2 separate regions of the Sus scrofa genome follow, and region 2 is linked to region 1. The links are chromatin contacts, called in public promoter capture Hi-C maps. All regions are on one chromosome and are shown on one strand. The core of a region is the stretch at or near the end of the contact, and the rest is flanking DNA. Distances in the headings are between cores, read along the strand shown. Region 1 holds the start of SPAG7 (sperm associated antigen 7). Region 2 holds the start of LOC110255906 (collagen alpha-2(V) chain-like).

Region 1 (3,168 bases), core at 135-2,634:
CCCTAGCTTTCCACCCCTGCTGGCCATACCCACTGCCCAAGGATACCCTCCATCATTCTGCCCCCCCCTTCCCCTGCCAGGGTCCCTAAGGGGCAGAGGGCAGGGGATGCCCGCGTGTTGTGTGAGGTTTCATCTCTTCTTTCTTCCACCAGAGGCTCTTTTCTCACCAAGAAGCAGGACCAGGCAGCCCGGAAGATCATGAGATTCCTGCGGCGCTGCCGACACAGGTGCTGCGATTTGGCCCTGCCGCCTCCCCCATCCCACCTCCCGATCGGCCGGTGTCCCCTGACTCCTTCCTTGTCTCTCGGCAGGATGAGGGAATTGAAGCAGAACCAGGAGCTGGAAGGGCTTCCCCAGCCCGGCCTGGCCACCTGACTTCTCCATCGCCTTTCTCATCAGCCGGGGCCGCTTCTTGCAGTCTTAACAGGGAGAGGGCTCTCTGGGGGAGGGGGAGCCCCCCCACCCCACCCCCCGTTGGCAGCTTTCCCGTCACTTCTGTAGGAGCCCATCCTCGGTCTCCGCTCCCGCCCCCTCCGAAGTGCTGAACTCCCTCTCCCACCCCCGGCTCCTTCTCCTCTTCCCTCCGGGTCGTGCCCCCCTCTTTGAGTCCCCGGCTCCAGAAGACCCACGCCCCACATACCTGCATCTTCAGCTGTGACCTCCGGAGCCCTGCCTGCCCCTTCTCCACATCTCCGAACCCGCCTGTACCCACCTCAGCCCCTTCCTGACTTGCCTTATTTATTTGTTCAACGAGTCTCTGAATGTATCCGCCTCGGTCCCACCTCTGCCTTCACTGCGCGCGCGCCCCTCGTGTTTCAGGGCTGACTGTGCCCCCACCCCGACTCCGCATGTTTGCGTCTGTTCCCTCCTTTTCTGACCCTGTGTTTCCCCGTCACCCCGACCGACTCCGGCCACCGATCTCGGGGCCAAAGGAGGGGTGTATATAAGAACGCGTTGCGGAGTCCTGCCCCGTCCCCGAGGGGAGGGGGCTTGTACATAATGTAACATACAGAGTATAGTGAAGAATCTATTTAAGGCGCCGCGGGGAGGGCTGCACAGCCGGACTTGTGGTTCCTGGCGCGGCGGGGGCCTTCAGCCGGCTCTACGAGAGCACTTTCTACTTGTGCATGGGCTTGGTTTCTACGAATTGCCATTAAACATCGCTGCACCAGCCAGCCTCCGGCCTCTGTCTGACCGGGGAGTGGGGGGCGGGGGGGGCGGGGCGGGGCCTCCGCCCTTGGGAGGCTGCGCCGGGCGCCCCAGCTGGCGTCAGCGCCGCACGGGAGCTGGGCGGGGCGGGCGCGTGGTTTTCCGCCTCCGACGTGTTTCCGGCCTTAAAGGCATTTTGCCCTTCCCTTTAAGACGCACCGCCCCCTCTCAGTCACTCCCAAGATGGCGGACCTACTGGGCTCCATCCTGAGCTCCATGGAGAAGCCACCAAGCCTCGGTGACCAGGAGACTCGGCGCAAGGCCCGAGGTGAGGATCCCAAATTCACAACCGCCTTTTTTCGCCCGGTTCACAGGACCTCACTCCTTCCACTTTGACGACCCCGCCTCCTCAACCTTGAAAGACCTCTCACGGTCCCCTTCAGAGACCCCCGGAGTCCCTAAAAGGGCTACCGGCCCGCCCGCTGTTCTTAGCGGACCTTGATTGGCTACCTGAAGCCCAGCGCCAGCCCTCTCTCCTCTCCCTACCCTGGCCTTCCGCAGTCCTTCTTTTTAATTCGTCGACGAGCCCGCCTGTCCGCGGGTGGCGTGCTGTGATTGGTAGGCTGCCTCCAACCCCACCCAACCCCTTGGTGTTCTGCGGCGGCTCCTCTTCCCGCCTTCGGACCGGAGCGGGGGGCGTGTTCCACCGCTCTGCCTTTCCCGCCTCTCGGTGCTCGAGTCCCGGCAACCCCTGTCCCTATTCCGATTGGGCCCCGGACACGTCCATCCGCAAGCCTTTCACCCTTATTGGTCACCTCAACTTAAACGTCTACCTATCACGTTTCGTTCGACCTTCCTCTAGTCCACCCCACCCTCAGCACCTCTAATTGGTTGCTGAGTCCTTTTGGCGCCTTTCTGCCCCGCCTTCTTGATTTAACCCGCTCCCTTCTGCCGCTCCTCCAACCAACCTTCTTCATCTACACCCTTAAATGCCAGAACCCCCCCCCCGGGGGGGGGAGTGAATGTTGATTGGAGGGATGAGAATGCCCCTGCCCGGTCCGATTGGCGGTAGTCTCCCCGCCTGTGTTCTCCGAGTAACTTCCCTGCTGGCCTGTCAACTTGGGCTCCCAGCGCAGGGCGCGGCCCGCGGGGAGGGGCTGCCCTCTCTTTGGGTTGCTGCTCTGAGACGTGTGAATGAATCTGGCAGAATGACTGCCTTGGGGAGGACACCAGCCTTGACCATGTCCCGGGCACCGGCTCTCCACCCGTCCGAGGTGGGGCCAGGGCAGGCTAGGTTGCCTTCGAAGTCTCAAGTGCTGCCTAATATCGAACTATATCATCCATAGTTGCTGTCCTGAGTGGTTACTCGGGCCCAGGGGTACCCTCCAGGAGCCCACATGAAATGCTCACACGGGAGTTTAAAAACCAGCTTTATCAATGTCCTGAAGGAAAAATAATTGTTATGAGAGGGGCTACAAGTAGGGTCCTAACCTAGTCTGCAGTGAGCTGAGATGATGAAGAATGGGTAATTCGGTAAGTGAGAGGGGAGCACAGTGCTCAAGGCAGAGATTTGAAAGCTCTGAGGAAGAAGGGAGCCCTGGGACATAGGAAGTGGAATTTTTTAATGCTCACCATGACTGTCTAGATGGGTTCACCAGCGGCCGTTAGCAGACTAGGAAGCCTAACAGACTAGGGAGTTCAGAGTTTAGTCACTTGCCTGTGGTTATATGGTTACTAAGTGGCGGGTTTCAAGCCCAGGTGTGACTTTGAAGCCTATGTTCTTAACCATGATCTTATGCCACCTCCTCACATGCAGAGAGGAGACTCACAGAGCAGTCAGAGAACAGTCAGTGGCCAAGATGGGGTGCACCGATGGGCAGAGCCTTGAGCTTCAAGGGAAGAGAGCTTCTGAGCTGCCAGGCCCCGGGGCCACAGAGAGGAACTGGATAGGAGGTGAACAGGATCCTGGGCTTCAAGGAGCTCATAGTGGGGTAGGGGAGGCAGAAGTTACACTCCGTT
Region 2 (2,847 bases), core at 338-2,837, 1.1 Mb after region 1:
GCTGGTTAAGAGAACCCTGGGTCACTTTTTCCCTAGATTGGCACAGAAGGGCTTTCCCTCCAAGCGCCCCCCTCCCCCAGCCTCCCAGCAGTCTTTTTCCTTTCCCACCTGCTGCATTGCCAAGTGTTTCGTTGCCCCCCCCTCCTTTTGAGTTGAAATTGCCAGATAGCTCCTCACTCAGAAGAACTGTGTGTGGCATGCGGAATTCACCGGATACCAGTTCAGCCCTGACCTTAGTCAGTGGCACCTCACGCACACCCCCAACAGTGAGGAAGCGAGTCAAGAAACTGTATTAGATTGTATTAGGAAAGTCAGGGCCTTTATTCTGTGTCGGTGGGTAGATCTCACTCTTGAAGGAAGGGGACTCACTTGATAGCTATGGTTTCCCCTTCTCTGTTAAGTCCTGGGGTTGGTTATGGTATTGGATACTGGTTTCTCTTATTGTATACCTTAGAATTCGGGCTGTCAGATCAGACCTGGATTCCATTCCTAGCTCTGCCACTTCGTGGCTATAAGTACTTGGAAAGGTGACCACCTCTCGGAGCCTCATAGTCTTCATCTGGAAAATTTAAATATCAATACCTACCTTCTAGGCTGTTGACTGGGAAAAACAAAATTATTTATGCAAAGCATTTAGCACAGTCCCTGGCACAGAATGAACACTGAATGAACGCTTGTTATGAAATGCTTGTTCTTGTTAAATGTTGTTAGTTATTATTTTACTATTATGGTTGGTAAGCCTGCTTCCAACTGACCATGATCTTAGGAATGGAGAGTTTGTGTTAATTTGGTAGGTGGGGGGAGAGGGGTTTGGGGATTAGCTTCCACTGCATTGTGCACTTTATTTGATGAGGGCTTTAGTCAGATTTGTATTGCTTTCTTTGGGATTATTTTTTCCCCCCCTTCTTGAAGAAGAGACAGCTCAGACTATTCCTCTGGCTGTGAAAATAAAATAATTGTATTGTGGTTCTCGATTTTTGAGCAAGACCCCAATCCCCTCCCATGTTCTCTGGAGCCTTTCAATTTTGCAGAGGGACTCCACGGTTTCCTTTGCGGGGACAGGGCTGGCCGAGGGGTGTGTAAAAGGCTCGGGTGGGTGGGTAGAGAGACCAGTGCTGGGGGCTGGGGGGGGGGCGGGTAGTTGAAGGAAGAGACCGGAAGGGAGGAGGAGGGAGCCTGCTGGTGGGGAGGGAGGGAGGGGAGGAGGAGGTGGAGGAGGAGGAGGAGGAGGAGGAGGAGGGAGGGGGTTGGGGAGAGCCTGCTACAGTTCTTTGTTTGACTCCGGGACTCAGGGACGGGGAGGAGGAGGGAGGGAGGCAGAGGCTGCAAGCGCCGGGGCAGGCCCAGGAGGCAGAGGAGGGACCGTCTCCCCCGCCCCCCCAGCCCCCACTCCCCCCCTGCTGCTCCCCCCTCCCTACCCGGACTCCGGGGGCACCGCCGGGGGACAGACACCCAGCAGGTAACCCCGGCCTGGCTCGCCCTCCCTTCTCGGATTTTCCTCCACACCCTCCCGGCTGACCCCTTTCCCCGGTTCCGTCTCCCCGTCGCCCCCGGCCTTGCCGCTTTCCCCCGGCCCTCCTCGTTCCATCTCCCCCACTTGGGCTGGTCACCCGCCGGCCGCGCCGCCGTCTCGTGCAGCCTGACTCCCTTCCCGTCGCCCGACAGCCTGTGCGTCCCAGGTCTGCCCGCGGCACCTTTCGGGGCTCTGTCTCGCTGCTTCTCCTGGCTTTGCTTTCCTTCCGACCTGTCCCCTGGGGCTCTGAGGAAGGAGGGAGTCCCTGTCCTTTTCTCGCTCCCCCAGTTCCCCGCCCCCCAACTCTGGCCCCCTTTCTCCTCTAGCAGTCTCTAGGGGTGGGGAGAGAACCGGAATTTGGGGGGCCCTCTGGAGGGGCAAGGGGCTGTGTGTCGTGGGGGAAAGGGGCTGCGAGTGTACGCGGGGTGGGGGCGGGGGCGGTTAGGGACCCGGCTGCCTCTCTGTTGTCCCTTTAAATGGCCCTCACATTTCTGGGGACTCGTGGGGGGGAGGTGGCAAGCTGCCTGCCTGGGGGGCAGGGCCCTCAGTTCATCCACACCATCAGGGGTGGTAATGATTTAAAGGGACAGCCTCGGTGTGGCCGCTGCCACCCTGCGCCAGCGGGAGGGGGAGCCGAGCCGGCAGACCATGTCTGGGGAGGCTTGGCCGGTGAGCAGGGCATTTGAGGCTGAATCTTTTGCGAGGCCTGCCAGGTCTGGGATCGGGCTGCAGCTGGGACCTGCAAGGAGGGCTGACAGCCTGCCTGGGGGGGCACTCAGCGTGGGCCTTCTCCAGGGCCCCACCTTTGGGTTCATGGAGTCCTTGGCCAAGAATCCATGAGTCTAAACTACAGAGCCTGTTGGCCACCAGGTGGGGGCCACTGGCAGGTCTGTGGGTCAGCAGCCTGGCCTGGGCACACTGGAGCTGGCCCTTCAGCTTTTCCTTTTGTTGTTTGGCTCTGTGCACAAGAAAGCCGCGGCCCCTCCCCCAGCTCCCCCTTCCCGTCCACATGCCCCCCCCCACCACACACACCCACCCCAGCTGTTGGACAGATGAATTACAGCCTCCGGCTTGGGGCCAGAGCTGGTGAGGGATTAAAGCTCTGGGGCTGGCCCTTTAAACGGCTGTTGGCCCCTCCCCCACTCTGGTGTCCAGACACCCCATACACACCCCGCTGACCCCCTCGGCTGCCCCTCACTCCTCCTCTTAGTCTGTCCTAAGGCCTGCCACTCCCCTCTCTGTAGGCTAGACCCTCCCCAGCTTCCCTTTCTCCCTCAACACAACCACATATACAAATGCTACAGACTACACACACATAGACTCTCGCTCACTCA

What was found. Promoter capture Hi-C pulls out the DNA fragments that hold promoters and counts their contacts.
Region 2: a promoter capture Hi-C map of fetal liver shows a contact between it and region 1, with 4 times the contacts expected there. The contact joins the promoter of LOC110255906 here to the promoter of SPAG7 in region 1. A contact is called at or near these places in 1 of 5 promoter capture datasets (fetal liver) and 1 of 2 datasets of contacts at active chromatin or transcription factors (alveolar macrophages).

Annotation. Positions count from the first base shown.
Region 1 is chr12:51,947,529-51,950,696 of Sscrofa11.1, forward strand. SPAG7 (sperm associated antigen 7) reads left to right here and starts at 1,385. Exons shown (of 7, transcript NM_001243921.1): 1 at 1,385-1,477. The coding sequence starts at 1,393. CAMTA2 (calmodulin-binding transcription activator 2) reads left to right here. Exons shown (of 23, transcript XM_021067750.1): 22 at 153-227; 23 at 312-1,175. The coding sequence ends at 375.
Region 2 is chr12:53,090,071-53,092,917 of Sscrofa11.1, forward strand. LOC110255906 (collagen alpha-2(V) chain-like) reads right to left here and starts at 1,588. Exons shown (of 4, transcript XM_021066316.1): 1 at 1,419-1,588. The coding sequence starts at 1,588. All of the region lies in intron 1 of KDM6B (lysine-specific demethylase 6B), which reads left to right.